Linked DNA regions of Zea mays: region 2 is linked to region 1. Evidence: chromatin contacts called from public Hi-C data. All regions are on one chromosome and are shown on one strand. The core of a region is the stretch at or near the end of the contact, and the rest is flanking DNA. Distances in the headings are between cores, read along the strand shown. Region 1 holds the start of LOC100285949. Region 2 holds the start of LOC100286302 (NEDD8-conjugating enzyme Ubc12-like).

Region 1 (7,461 bases), core at 1,771-4,270:
CTCCGATGAGAGGGTAACTAATTCCAAGTTCATCTCATGAAATCTTATTGCCATTTGCTCTTAATTGAAGACTTTGGTGAGGCAATGGGGTTAAAAAGGGCCAAGATTGATCCCGTTTTGGTGCTTGATGCCAAAGGGGGAGAAAATAAAGGCCAAAGCGATAAATGGATCAGCTACCACTTGAGAGATTTTGAAAACAGTAGAATAGAGTTTTTTGTTTTAGCAAAACTCTTTTATTGCGTCTCTTGTCAAAAGTTGGCTTCTTGTGGGGAGAAGTGTTGATTATGGGAAATAGGGGGAGTTTTTGAAATCTTTGATCAATCTCTTTTGGAATGACTCTCTTTATACTTCATCATGTGTGTTTGACTTAGAGATAGAGATTTGAGTTTGATTTGCAAAAACAAACCAAGTGGTGGCAAAGGGTGATCCATATATGCCAAAATTGAATCAAAACCAATTTGAGTTTTTATTTGAAGTGATTTTGCACTTGTTCCACTTGCTTTATGTTGTGTTGGCATAAATCACCAAAAAGGGGGAGATTGAAAGGGAAATGTGCCCTTGGCCCATTTCTAAGTATTTTGGTGATTGAGTGCAAACACAAGTGCTTAAATGTGAAAATGTGCCCATGGATGAACAAAGTGTAAATCACAAGTAAAGGTATGTTTCTAAGCCTTAGTACATTGGTTTTGTGTACTAATATTCTTGTCTAAGTGTTAGAAACAGAAAGAAGAAGAGAAGAGAAGACTTGGCTGTGTACAGCCAAGAGGCTGTTTCGGTCTGGGGCACCGGACTGTCCGGTGGTGCACCGGACAGTGTCCGGTGCGCCAGGCTGCCCCAGCCGAAGAGGCCGCTCTCGGGTTTTGCTCCGGCGACTTCGGCTAAAATTCACCGGACTGTCCGGTGAGCCAACGGTCGGCCGGGCCAACGGTCGGCCGCGCGATCGGCGCGCGACACGTGGCCGAGCCAACGGTCGGAAGGAAGCACCGGACTGTCCGGTGTGCACCGGACTGTCCGGTGCGCCAGATCTGCAACGGTCGGCAACGGTCGGCTTCGCCATTTAAGGAAATAAATCGGGCACCGGACAGTGTCCGGTGTGCACCGGACTGTCCGGTGCGCCCGACGACAGAAGGCAAGGATAGCCTTCCAGATGTGCTCTCAACGGCTCCTAGCTGCCTTGGGGCTATAAAAGGGACCCCTAGGCGCATGGAGGAGTACACCAAGCATTCCTACAACTCTTCTAAGCACCAAGACATCAATCTCACGCATTCGTTTCATTGTGATAGCATATAGAGCTCTTGTGGAGTTGTGAACTCTTTGTGTTGCGTTGCGAGCTCTTGTTGCGACTTGTGTGCGTGTTGTTGCTCTGATTTTCGAGTCTTGTGTGCGTTGCTCATTCCCACCTTACTCCGTATTTCTTTGTGAACTCAATTGTAAGGGCGAGAGACTCCAAGTTGTGGAGATTCCTCGCAAACGGGAAAAGATCAAAGGAAAGAAAAACACAGTGGTATTCAAGTTGATCATTGGATCACTTGAGAGGAGTTGAGTGCAACTCTCGTCCGTTGGGACGCCACAACGTGGAGTAGGCAAGTTTTGTACTTGGCCGAACCACGGGATAACCACCGTGTCAACTCTGTGATTGCTTTCTTGTGGTTATCGTGTTTTGAGTTCTCTCTAGCCACTTGGCCATACTTGTGCTAACCCTTAACAAGTTTTTGTGGCTTAAGTTTTGAACTTTTACATGATCACCTATTCACCCCCCCTCTAGGTGCTCTCAAGTACCTCGAAGATGCAGTGTAGTAGCTGTGTCCACTTCCGACCATGCATTTTCAATTCCTCATCATAGCAGCAACCGCAAGGTGGCGACGAGCAAGCATTCGCCTCTGTGCACCCATCAGAGTGCAAAATCCACAGGCACACATAACACAGGTCGACAACTTTCTACTGGCAGTACTTCGTTGATGAGTTCCTGCTCCCATTTGTACTGCTTCATTTGATTCTATTCAAGCTCAGAGTGAGTTAGAACATACTGATTGTAGTTACCAGTGTATAACTTGAGAACCTCATAAACCCCTATGGTGAAAGAAGACCATGGGATTGGACGTAAATTAGCACGGCCACACCCAAACTCACAGTGCAAATGTGGTGGTGGCCAAGGTTGCCGATGTGGAACTGCATCCCAGCTGAAAGCACTGTGTATGAGGTTGAAGCAATTCATCAAACACCTGTTGGGCGTAGTGGCGAGAACCTCGTCCTCCTTGCTCATCTGCGTGTACGATCGCATACACAGCTAACAGCGCCACCGCCGCAGCCGCCGTAGCGGGGGAAGGGCACGAAGCCGGCCTCGATGGAGCCGACAGCGACCTCCAGGTCGTCGTAGTGCGCCGCAATGTCGGCCACCGTCCTCCCGGGCAGCACCGCGGCCACGCGCTCCCACCGGTCCGCCGCGCGGAGATGGACGAGCAGCATCCCGGCGCCCAGAACGAGCGGCTCGCCGGCCTCCGAGTCCGAGCGACCTGCGAGGCACGGGCCATACGAGGAAAGCGGTTACACTCGGCGAGGTGTGCGCACGGCGAGAGAGCTCACCGGGGTCGGCCGGATCTCTTGGCCGGGACTGCGGTGGGGCGGGGGAAGAGGGTTCGCCGACGAACGGAGTCGGGCGCGGGGTGCTGCTACGGCGACGTCGAGGATGAGGAGGAAGACGGAGCCGGGCGCGGGGTGCTGCTACAGCGACGCTGGATCCGCGGGCGGGCGGTGAATCGCGGCGGGGGGGGGGGGGGGCGCGGGTTTCGCGGCGTGGGCTGGTGAGGGCGGGGGCAGTCTATACTTTGCTCTTAATAGTTGTAGAGATTTCCACGCGGCCCATGACGCAACGGGCCGGGTGGCAGCACGTCGCGCCCCGCGCCCGGGCTGGGTGACGCGGCCCATCCATGCCCGAAGTCGGCTATATAGTTTACTTTCGGCTACCATCATTATCATTTAAAGAAAGGAAACCGTTTTCGATTTCCTTCCTACGCGTCTCGCGTTGGCAGCGCGATCCTTCGGAGCCGACGAATCCCACCACTGCCCGCGCCGCCTCCGCAGACGACGCAACTGACAGTCACCGACGCGACGCGGCTCGCCTCCTCCGCCCTTCTGTTCAGCCTCCTCGCCCGCGATGGCTCCGGGCACCGACGCCGGCTACGGCCAGTGGGCGGCGGCGTGCCCCCCGCTGCGGCGGAACCTGCAGCTGCTTTCGCCCGACGAGGTCAGCGACGCCTGCTAGTCTGTTATATGTGCGGAAGAGGTCGCGCGCCCTTCTGTTGCTGTTGCCTGTTGATTTGCTCGTGCTAGTAGTAGATGCGACGCTCGAATCGCGCCGATCTCACGTCTCGTTCCGCTCGCCGCGGGTTCCAAATTCCGTGGCTTCGTCGGACGCGATGCTCCGCCCCGCGCGTGTGTGTGTGGACGCTCAGCCGTCTGATTTGATTTGATTTGACTTGGCAGTTTGTTCGCATCCCGCGTAGGCGATTATTACTGATTAGATTGGATGAGTTTAGGGGTAGGGCCTGATGATCAGATGACGGACGAGCGGACGGTACGCCAACTACCTCGGCTCACTGTCATATTTGAACTCCCCTCACGTGGCGACGGTGCCCGTCCGGTGGGGGCGAAGTGGACCCGCCTCCACCGCTACAATTTACCCTCATGACACAGCAATTTTAGAATAAACGGAGTTGAATTCTGTGGTTCTCGTGATGGTGACTACTGGTTCCTAAAATAGTGCTAGTGTCGTACTGCTGTGTTTAAAATTCAGCCACCCTCTGCTCCTGCCACAGGCCCACAATGCGATTAGGGAGCATGGTTCTCGACTTCTCGTATTCATTTGGTACATCTGTACATTCCTCTGTTCTCAGTTGTGAACAGTGTTTTTGTTAGTAAAATAAATAATGTGGTCCTCTGGGCGAACAATTTAAGTTCTACTACACTTTTTCACATGTTCAGCAAGATGGTCCTCAACTGATGTACATCTAACTTGGCCCCCGGTCAAGAATCACGGAAGTACCTATGGGCCCTGGGTTTGGCTGAATGATTGCTCACCATTATTTCATAACAAAGTGTATCTAGTCTCTTTGGTGCTACATGTCTTGTTAAGTTTGTTCAATTGATGGATTGAAACACCTGTTTTTGTTTTCTCCTGCTACAACGCTCTTGTTGCCTGGTGATTCTAGGTTGAGCTAGCAAAAATGCTGTTGAATGAAGGCCAGATTCACCTGTTCGAACACTGGCCTGAACCAGGTGTCGATGATGACAATAAAAGAGGCTTCTTTGATCAGGTGTGTATTCAAACTCAGAACACATAGTGCAATGTAGTTTCATAAAAATATATATTTTCTATGTTCTACAAATGTTTTATAACAAAAGTGTTAGTAAAATTATGTTATGAAGACGTTCCGATGTCCAAGATGTCTCTTGTTTGTCAATGGAGTAGCACTATAATATATGCAAGGAATTCATAAGCACAAATGTATAAAGTTTTTTTCCCTTTTATTCTAATTTTGTGCTATTATCTTAGGTTCGCCGACTTAATTCAAGCTATCCTGGAGGTCTGGTATCTTACATCCAGAATGCCAAAAAACTTCTTGCGGATTCAAAGGAAGGCAAAAACCCATATGATGGTTTCACCCCTTCTGTAAGTCTTTTTCATCAATGGTAATGGTTTAGGCCCTGTTTGTAAGCACCCAGTTTTTAAGAAACTGGTTTATAGAAATTGAGGTGGTTCCAAACATACTAGTTTATGACTCAGTTTATAGAAATTAGATTCTTAGTTTCTTAAAAACCAAGAAGCTAGCCTCTCCTAACTAATAGATAAAAGCTAGCCTCTCCTTAGTTTGGCCTAAATATCTATCCTTTTCATGGGAGTTGTTCTATGAATAGTTTGAATTAATAATTTGAAATGGATGTTCTTTAAGTTATTTTGGGTAATTCTCTACTTCCTTTATTTTTCCTCTCTTCTTGATGACACAACTAATAAACTTCGCCATACCTTACTTACAGGTGCCTTCAGGGGAGGTTTTGACTTTTGGCAATGACAATTTTGTTTCACTGGAAACAGCTGGGATAAAAGAAGCCTGCAATGCTGCATTTGTTCTTGTAGCCGGAGGGCTTGGCGAAAGGCTTGGCTACAAAGGAATTAAGGTATGCAGTATCCACTGAGCTGGGAATAGCAAACTAATATCTAAGCTTGTTTCATGAGGTAGTACAGTAGCTAGGCACACTTTAGTTGGAACTCAATTTAGATGCTGTAGTTGCTGTACTGGTATGGTGTCTTGTAAATATGATTTAGCTAGTATCATTTGGTTAATTTTTTTTTTCTCTTACTGATAGTGTTATTTGGTTAAGGTTTTTCTCTTGCTGAATGCTGATATTGCACACATCCTGCACAGAAAATAAAAACATCATTTAGGACCTGATTGTGAGAAAGCTTAATGATTTACAGGCAGTAAAGTATTTTAACTCCTAGTTCAAAGCACAAACTTTATGACTCTAAAACAGGATTAAGGGTATCTGAGTATCATTAGGTTGTGGCCTTGAAAGTTTTTAGATTATCCAACCATGTTTCTGAAATTTCTCACTGGTGCTTCTGTTACTTTCTTTGGTCAGGTAGCACTTCCCCGGGAAACAACTACTGGAAAATGTTTCCTTCAACACTATATAGAGTCTATCCTGGCTTTTCAAGAGGCCAGCTGCAAAATGGTTGATGGTATGTACTCTACATTTATCTATAGTGGATTAGTGACTTACTGATTTACAAGTACTTTATGGAACTGGAACCTATCATTGTTTTAGTGCTTACAAATGAATTTCAACCTTTCCATTAAGGTCTTGGTTTCATTTTATTTTGTCTTATGCCCCTTTGTATCTGGCAATTACTTGATTTATTGCCAGTTTCATTCTTTACATGTAATACTGTTGGGCCTTAGAGAATGTTCAGGTCTTGCTTTATTCTGATTGATGTTATTCATCTGCCATGCAGAGGGGTGCCAAACAAAGATTCCATTTGTTATTATGACTTCTGATGATACAAATGCGCTAACTATCAAGCTTTTAGAGTCAAACTCCTACTTCGGAATGGAACCATCTCAAGTGAAAATACTAAAGCAGGTTCCTTCTGTTCCCTTGTTCTATTCATGTGATAGTTATGGTAAAAATGTAGCTTTTATATATGCAAAGCACATGGCTGCTACTTTTGGTGTTGACTGTACATTCTCTTCCATTTTCAGGAAAAAGTAGCGTGTCTAGCTGACAATGATGCAAGGCTTGCATTAGACCCAAGTGACAAGTACAAAATTCAGGTTTGAAATTTCCATTCCAGGATAAGTAACATTGTATTTGAATATAGCATGATTTGGTTTCCACACACACGGAGTTTCTGTCCACCTTTCTTAGTACCAGTTTTGTGACTTGGCAGACAAAGCCACATGGGCATGGAGATGTTCATTCTCTTCTTTATTCAAGTGGCTTGCTTGAACAATGGTATGCTCATTAATTAAAAAATTCACCACTGGAGGTTTCTTCTTTAATTAGCTGCCATATATCGTGAAGTAATTTAATGTCACTATACTATGTGTTTTTTGTTAGGAAGACTGAAGGACGGAAGTGGGTTCTCTTTTTCCAGGATACAAATGGATTGCTTTTCAATGTTTGTACACTGGCTTCCCTACTGTGCTATAATTTTATTGTTAAAAATAGAGCATTTTTACTATCCTTGAAAATGTACAGGGAGGTACCAAAATTATTACATGAATCTGGTACCTAAGGTACCAAATTGTAGTGCCAAGGTACCTTTCCAAGGGTTCCTTATATATTTGTGGCCAACTGCTTTCTTGAGCTCGGGACCTTTGATTACAGAGAAACAACTTGATTTTCTTGATTATTTTGTAGGCAATACCATCAGCATTAGGTGTCAGTGCCACCAAGGGTTACAATGTAAATTCTCTCGCTGTTCCTAGGAAAGCCAAGGAAGCAATTGGAGGAATTACCAAACTTACTCATGTCGATGGTAGGTTTTACTATTGTTTACCCATTTGATATGAGCTTTTCATGGCTTTTAAGTTTTAAACAAAAAAAAACTGTGGGCCGTTGTGATGTTTTTTAGCAAAAAGAATTATTCAAATTTGAGAAGAACAAATATGTCTAGTAGCAAACTGGGCCATCTTTTGTGTCCAGCAGCAAAGGGTGATCACTTTCAGTATCCTGTAGACTATTTTACCTTGAACAAAAGAATACATCACTTCTTTTAGCCACTGATGGTGTAGAATAGTGAAGTGGTTGTTGTATTGACAATAGATGGGATACAATATATAGACTCACAACCCTAACCCTAATGGGCCCGCAGCCCAACAGTGGTGCCGGCCCACACACACAGTCTAACATCCTCCCGCAGTCGCAACGGGGCACCACACACGATGAGACTGGAGTAGA
Region 2 (7,461 bases), core at 1,653-4,152, 500 kb after region 1:
CATACCATATCCATCTTATATACGTCTGTTAGTGAACGCATTAACCAGTTCAACCGAAAAGCTTAACCTATTAGGAGAATGTAGGCAATTCACTTGTACACTTCAACATTCCCACTCACGTGTGGGCACAAACGTGGAAATAAAGGAGTGGAGGCACAAATAAAGCCTCTATCAGGATTCGAATTTGAGACCTCTGGCTTTGATACCATTAGAGTGAACACACTAACCTGCTCAACCCAAAAGTTTAAGCTGGTATAGTGTGGCAATGAAACAGATGGCAGCCTATGGCGGCGTGGCTTGCAGCAGGTATAGTGTGGCAAACTGTGGTTCCAATACAAACACTCATAGAAATGCCTCTTGAAGCATGTAAATGTAAGGAACAAAAACAAGGATGACAGCGAAGCACAGGAAGCATTGAGTAGCACAACAAATTCACTGCTAATTATTTACAGGAAGCACAGGTTGGTGAATTTCAGCTAGCAATTAAAGGTGTTTGGATCCTTTGGGCTGTGTCCAACAGATCGTGCATGTGATCATACAAAATACTGTTTTGCAATGTAGATAGCACTGTTTGTAGAGTGGAGTTTGAAATAGAAGGTGTGACAGGAAATGTGATAGGAGAGCTGCTGTATATAGCATTAGCCTAGCCTGCTCGCCTCACCTTGCTAGGCAAAGGAAGGTAATCTTCCAAAGGTGTTTTCTTCCCTTGCCATCGCTCGCCTTGCCTCAAACTGTAGCTTGATCCAACAATAACAGAGCTCGATTCAACAGTGATGAGGGTCAATTCAGTGCCTAGGAACATCAATCTGATGGTAGCAGAGGTCGATTTGGTGCTGCCGTGCTGGCAAACCTGACTATCTGAGTCCAGTGATGGCCATCAATTCAGCAATAACAAATCCCGATCCAGCAACAGCATGGAGTGGCCAATTTAGTGACGGCTCAGCTGGCCATGCGAGCGCGTGAGCAAACCTTGTCCATGCAGGAGAGAAAATTTGGCTCGCCTAAATTGGCAAGGATTTGCTTGCCCAGGCAGCCAAGCCGGCAAGCTTGAGGCAAACAGGTAAGGCCAAACCTGGGCAAGGCAAGCAGCCAGCAATGGATCTGATTAAGCCCTAAAATTTACCCAAAGTTATCAAGGTGGCCCGACAAACTATGACACCTGCGAAGAACCTGGGCACATGGATATCTAGGCATTTTCCAATGTGTATTTCCTTTTTTTCCCATTTTGATTGCAGTGAGCAATTTGGTTGGTTTAGCAAGTGAATGCAACACTAAGACAGGAGATCCAATACAGAACAAAGAATAGGAGAAATTATCTGAGCTGGAACAAAAGTCTCAAAGGCTCAAAGCAAATATAGCAGTATAAGTGTATAACTCAAAGTATTATGTAGCACTACCGCGCGCACAAACACAGTGGAACAAATGGATACATACAAAACAGGCAAGCCGGCATCTTTAAGTAAATGCAGGATGATAAAGTGTCTAGGTAGGTTGATCACTGATGGGTTTGCAAAATTAACTGAATGCTTAGCTTTTAGATCTATCGGATTCGAGTTTGTTTTAGGCCTTAGATAAATTAATATTTGCAAACCAAGACCAGCTTCTTTTCCATACAAATTTGTGAATTGTGTCATGTAGTTCTGCTAGGTGAGTGGTCGTGGTTTCTGATGAGTAACGTTGTGCTCTTCTAAGTTCACTAAAAAAATGCATTTTACAAGAGGTCTGTAGTTTGCAGAATTTACTGCAGCTAATCTTATTCAGGAAACATTAATGTGCAATCTCAGTTAATGTAGTACCTTCAGATTTTTGTGTTTGTGGACAGAGATTGCTTAAACGTTAGTACTTTGTAATGCTAGTTTTAAGTTGCTCTCTGCGAATTTACTACACATTCAAGAGATCCCAAATCAGTACTGCAGCTAAGAAAGACTCACAGTAAATTCACCCTCCTTATGGAAAAAGGTTGCAGAGGCACAATTCAACCATTCAGACATGAATGTAAATAAGACCACAAATTCGGAAAAAAGTGAAATCTTAGAGCAGGGGAAGTTCATGAAACCATCAGTTGTTGATTTGTTTCAACATCTTGTCATCCTCGCATTTGCTTAAAAATATGCTAGCCTAACCTAGTTCGTATGGAACTGTTTGTTCCTCTGTGTTGGAATTAGAAATTGACAGATACACACCAAGTTAGTATATGGATGAAAGGAAAAACATGTTCAAAAGTCAAAACTATGACTAACCTTAACCATGTTCTACCCAGCTCAGGCTATGAATATGGTTAAATCAAGTCTACTAGAAAATAACACACGACACGGTTATGAGAATCGTGAATTTAGTTATCTTCCGCCTTATTTTCTTAAGAACTGGAATACTGATCATGTCCAACTTAGTCAATGAAGTACATATGGATCGTTGTAGTTTTGCATCGTTCAAACCGACAACTTATTTTCAGAACTACACCAGCAGACTAAGAGAGGCATGTTTACCTTGCCGCTTCAGAACAGAGCTCGCTAGAGGAGCGGTGTCCTTGCTTGCACTAAGGGACCTGCAGAGGAAGAAAGCGGTGAGGATGGAGAGGGACCCTGCGGCTAGCGAGGGTCGCCCCTCTCCATGTAAAAACTAAAAGGCCGTGGGGAAGGGGTGCGCGCAAAGAAGCAAGGGTTGGGGAGCAGCCATCGCTGCGGACGGCGCGGGATCCGACCGCCGGATCCACGAATCGCGTGCGCGCACCGAAGAACGACGCGAAGCCAAACGAGGTGCGCGCACCCAAAACCGATGGGACCTGATCGGAGAAGTCGGCGCTGGCGTAAACTCACCAGGAAACGCCGGAGGGAATCGGGGAAGGGAATCGGTTTTCGCCGGAGGGGGGAGGGCGAGGCCTCTTTAGGCGAAGGCGGCGGGAGTAGGACCCGGAACAAGGAGGCGTCCGCGTGCGTCGTTCCGCGGATGGAAAAGTAAGGTAGGTTCTTCCGATTCCGAGTACATATTTTATTGAGTAAAATATATTTGTGGCCATACTTGTTTTTTTTTTTGACGAAGGGGCATAGCCCCCTATTTTATTAGAAAATAGGAACACGTTCATTATAAACCAGCACGCTAGAGAAAGACTCAACACCAGAAAGATAAATTAGTGGAACTAACTTCTACAATCTATCAAAAAATGCAGAAATCAGACTCCACTAACCACCGTCCAAACAGCACCACAGTTTTTAAGCCATGCTTATTTACAATGGATAAAGGCCAAAAGTAGCAACCCAGCTAACAACTCCCAGTTTTAACAAACCCACTAATATGGTTTTTCCAAAAGTACTTGGGTTGCGCTAATCACCAAAAGAAGCAGCAAGAGCCAAACCGAAGACTTCAGCCAGTAATACGACGATCTCTCGGACACCACCCGAAGGCCCTGTTCATCGCTTCACTTATTATCTTTTGGATGAGTTGGCTTCCTTGGACCACCATTTTTTCCTTCTCTTTCTGTCGAATGGCCCAAGAATCCAACCAAAAGCAGCAAAGAAATATTATGTTAGCAGGGTCAATCAAAAAATTTTCACCAAAAAATCAATCATTTCTGGTTCTCCAAATAGCCCAAAACATAGCACCACAGCCAAATATCAATAAGTTTGAAATTTTGTTTTTAGGATTTTTCATCCAGCTATCACAGATTTCTTCAATATTTTTTGGAATGTAATCCAAATTAAGAGCAATTTGAACCACTCTCCAAACAAATCTGGCAACAGAGCATTTAAAAAATAAATGATCAATCGATTTCATGCCACCACAAAAACAGCATTCATCAGATCCCTTCCAATTTCTTTTTTTCAGGTTGTCTTTTGTAAGAATTTTATTTCTTATCACCAACCAGAAGAAAACTTTAATTTTCTGTGGTAACTTTGACTTCCACAGAAATCTATAAGGCACCTTGACCTGATCCATCAAATTTTTCTTATATAAAGAATTGACAGTGAACCCTTTATTGCCCAAGTTCCAAATAAGTTGTCGTCTTGATTTGACAAATTATAATCAGAACATAAAGCAACTAAATCATCATAAAACCCCTGAAGATTGCCCGTCATTCTTCTTCTGAAAGAAAGAGCATCAAAATTCGAAGACAGAACTTTATTAATCGTAATATCTTTATCTATAGTCAGATCAAACAGAATAGGAAACTTCACAGCAAGAGGCCCATCACCAATCCAGAAATTTTTCCAGAAGCTAGTTCGACAACCATTACCAACAACCATCTTACAATACTTAAAGAAAATCTCCCTGAGACTTAAGAGTTTTTTCCAAAACTGAAAGTCAGTCTGTCTTTGTTTAACTGAGATAAGGGGTTTTCCCTTAATATATTTTCCAACAATTATACTTTGCCATAAACCACTAGAATTTTTCAAATTCCAAAGCCATTTTGTCAACAGAGCGTCATTCATAGAACTTAGATTCAACACACCTAAACCACCTAAACTTTTGGAGGAGCAAACCGTATCCCAATTAACCAAATGCATTCTCTTTGTTTGAGAGCCACCTTGCCAAAGCAGCCTTTTCCTGAGATAAAAGAGATACACATGTTGTCCTGTATTATTATAATTCATAAATTTTTAAAATGTATTGTTCTAGTCTTTATCATTGTTTAGGTCCCAATTGCATCCAAACAGATCGTGGTTAACATATATACCTTACATGTCAGTTGTGTATCTTTTTTTTCTCTTTTTCACATGTCCGATGAGATAAAAGAGATACACATGTTGGAGTCCATATATCAACCAGGATCTATTTAGACCTAACTGAGACCCAAACAACAATTAAGGATCGACCTAATACACTTTTAAAGTTTATGGACCGAGATGACTAAGGCTGGAAACGAGCCGAGCTCGGCTCAGTGCGGCTTGTTGGTTGACAAGCTCGGCTCGACTCGAAGTTGCCTCGTGATCCAGCTCAGCTCACGGTCTGCACCTTGATAAATAATATTAAATTATATAGTGATTTAATAGTATATAAATATAAAAATATAATCATCATTCAACATTATAAGTAAAATTATTCAATATCCATGTTAGTCTTAGCAATTAAGTAAGTGTCTAGTTCATCATTGTTATTATTGAAATCAACTAAATATAGCTGGTCATCTAACACTCCCTTAAAAGATATTGAATCATCACTTCTTCTAAAGACGGTAACACCAACATCAGTAAAAAGACAGTTGTAACCCATTTTGCATAGTTGAGAAACAGAAAGTAAGTTGTAATCTAAATAATCTACAAGAAAAAAATTAGAAATGGAATGGTCAGCAGATATAGCAATTTTACACAAACCTTTGACCAAACCTTGATTTCCATCTCCAAATGTGATTGCTCTTTCGGGATCATCATTTTTCTCGTACGAGGAGAAAATCCTTTTCTCCCATGTCATATGATTTGTGCACTCGCTATCGATTATCCAACTTGTCCCGCCATATGCATAAATCTACAAAACAATTTTAGACCTTGTTCTTGTATAGCCAAACGGGGTACCCAAGCACAAGTCTTTGGGCTCTTGTGTTTGCCCTAACATATTTGGCAACTATCTTGCCTGATTTGTTAGTAAGTACAAAAGATGCATCAAAAGTCTTAAATGAGATGATATGTTCATTTGATGCATTAGCAATCCTCTTTTTAAGCATTTTGATATGAGTTGAATGCCTAGAGCTAGAAGCCTCATTACTATACATATAAGCATGATGAGAAATATAATGAGATTTTCTAGCATGAATTCTTCTAATTTTGTGCTCAAGATAGTTCTCAGGGTATAAATTGTAACCTTCCCTATCCTGAACCATGGGAGCCTTGCCCTTAACAAGGTTTGAAAGCTTGTTCTTTGGGGCATTAAGCTTGATGTTGCTTTCCTTGTTGGAAACCAATGCCATCCTTAATGCCAGGGCGTCTCCCACTATAAAGCATACTACGAGCAAATTTAATTTTTTTCATTCTCTAGTTCATGCTCGGCAATTTTAGCATTTAATTTAGCTATGTGATCATTTTGTTCTTTAATCATAGCAAGGTGATCATTCATAGCATCAACATTAACATTTCTACATCTAGTGCAAATAGTGACATGCTCAATAGTAGTTGTAGAGGGTTTGCAAGCATTCAATTCTTCAATCTTAGCAATTAAACTAACATTTTCAGTTCTAAGACAAGAAATTGAATCATTGCAAATATTAGGCTCTTTAGACAAGTTTTCACATTTTTCTACTTCAAGGGCATAGACATCTTTAAGCTTAATAAATTTCTTATTCTCCTTAACGAGCAAGTCCTCTTGGCATTCCAATATATCATCCTTCTCGTTAATGGTTTCTATCAATTCATTAATTTTCTTCTTTTGTTCTTCGGTAAGGTTTGCAAAAAAAGAAGTTAAATCATCATCATTATCACTAGAGCTACCCTCATCATCGGAAGTAGTGTATTTGGGGGTATCTCTAGAATGTACCTTCTTATTTTTGCCATCCTTAGCCATGAGGCATTTGTGGCTGACATTGGGGAAGAGAAGGCCTTTGTTAACAGCGATGTTGGCGGCGTTCACGTCGGAGAAGGAGTCGGTGGAGCTCTCGTCGGAGTCTCATTCCCAACCCATGTGTGCCTCACCACCCTTCTTCTTGTTGTAGTATCTTTTCTTTTCCATCTTCTTCTTCCCTTTCTTGCCGTTGTCCCTGTCACTATCACTTGTATATGGACATTTAGCGATAAAATGACCAGACTTACCCACCTGTGGCAAACCCTCTTGGAACGGGGTTTATAGTCCTTCCCCTTCCTTTGTTTGAGGATTTGACAAAAGCTCTTGATGATAAGAGCCATCTCCTCATTGTCAAGTTTGGAGGCGTCGATTGGGAGTCTACTTGTTAGTGTAGACTCTCCTTCTTTTCTTTCGTTGCTTTGAATGCAACGGGTTGCACCTTGGGTGCAGAGGTGGTGCCTTGCTCCAAGTTGACAATATGTTTGGAGTCTTTGATCATAAGTTCAAAGCTCACAAACTTGCCGATCACTTCCTCGGGAGACACCTGTTTATATCTAGGATCTCCACGGATTAGTTGCACTTGAGTGGGATTACGAAAGACAAGAGATCTTAGAATAACCTTGACCATTTCATGGTCATCCCACTTGGTGCTCCCGAGATTACGGACTTGGTTAACCATCGTCTTGAGCCGGTTGTACATTGCTTGTGGCTCATCTCCTTTGTTGAGGACGAATCGACCGAGTTCTCCCTTGATCATTTCGCGCTTGGTGATTTTGATCACCTCGTCCCCTTCATGCGTCGTCTTGAGGACGTCCCAAATTTCTTTGACACTCTTCAACCCTTGCACCTTATTGTACTCCTCTGAACACAAGGAAGCGAGGAGTATAGAGGTGGCTTGGGAGTTGAAGTGCCTAATTTGGGCGGCCTCATCGGAGTCGTAGTCCTTGTCGCCCACCTATGGTGCCTGCGCTCTAA

The links. A called contact is a pair of places that touch in the nucleus more often than the background predicts.
Region 2: a Hi-C map of tassel shows a contact between it and region 1, with 2.2 times the contacts expected there. The contact joins the promoter of LOC100286302 here to the promoter of LOC100285949 in region 1. A contact is called at or near these places in 2 of 25 Hi-C or Micro-C datasets (ear and tassel).

The regions. Positions count from the first base shown.
Region 1 is chr6:96,088,590-96,096,050 of Zm-B73-REFERENCE-NAM-5.0, forward strand. LOC100285949 reads left to right here and starts at 3,021. Exons shown (of 17, transcript NM_001366738.1): 1 at 3,021-3,244; 2 at 4,209-4,313; 3 at 4,553-4,669; 4 at 5,035-5,175; 5 at 5,641-5,740; 6 at 6,014-6,141; 7 at 6,261-6,332; 8 at 6,449-6,513; 9 at 6,619-6,679; 10 at 6,922-7,039. The coding sequence starts at 3,155.
Region 2 is chr6:96,590,340-96,597,800 of Zm-B73-REFERENCE-NAM-5.0, forward strand. LOC100286302 (NEDD8-conjugating enzyme Ubc12-like) reads right to left here and starts at 2,903. Exons shown (of 8, transcript NM_001159189.1): 1 at 2,817-2,903; 2 at 2,487-2,545; 3 at 662-1,072.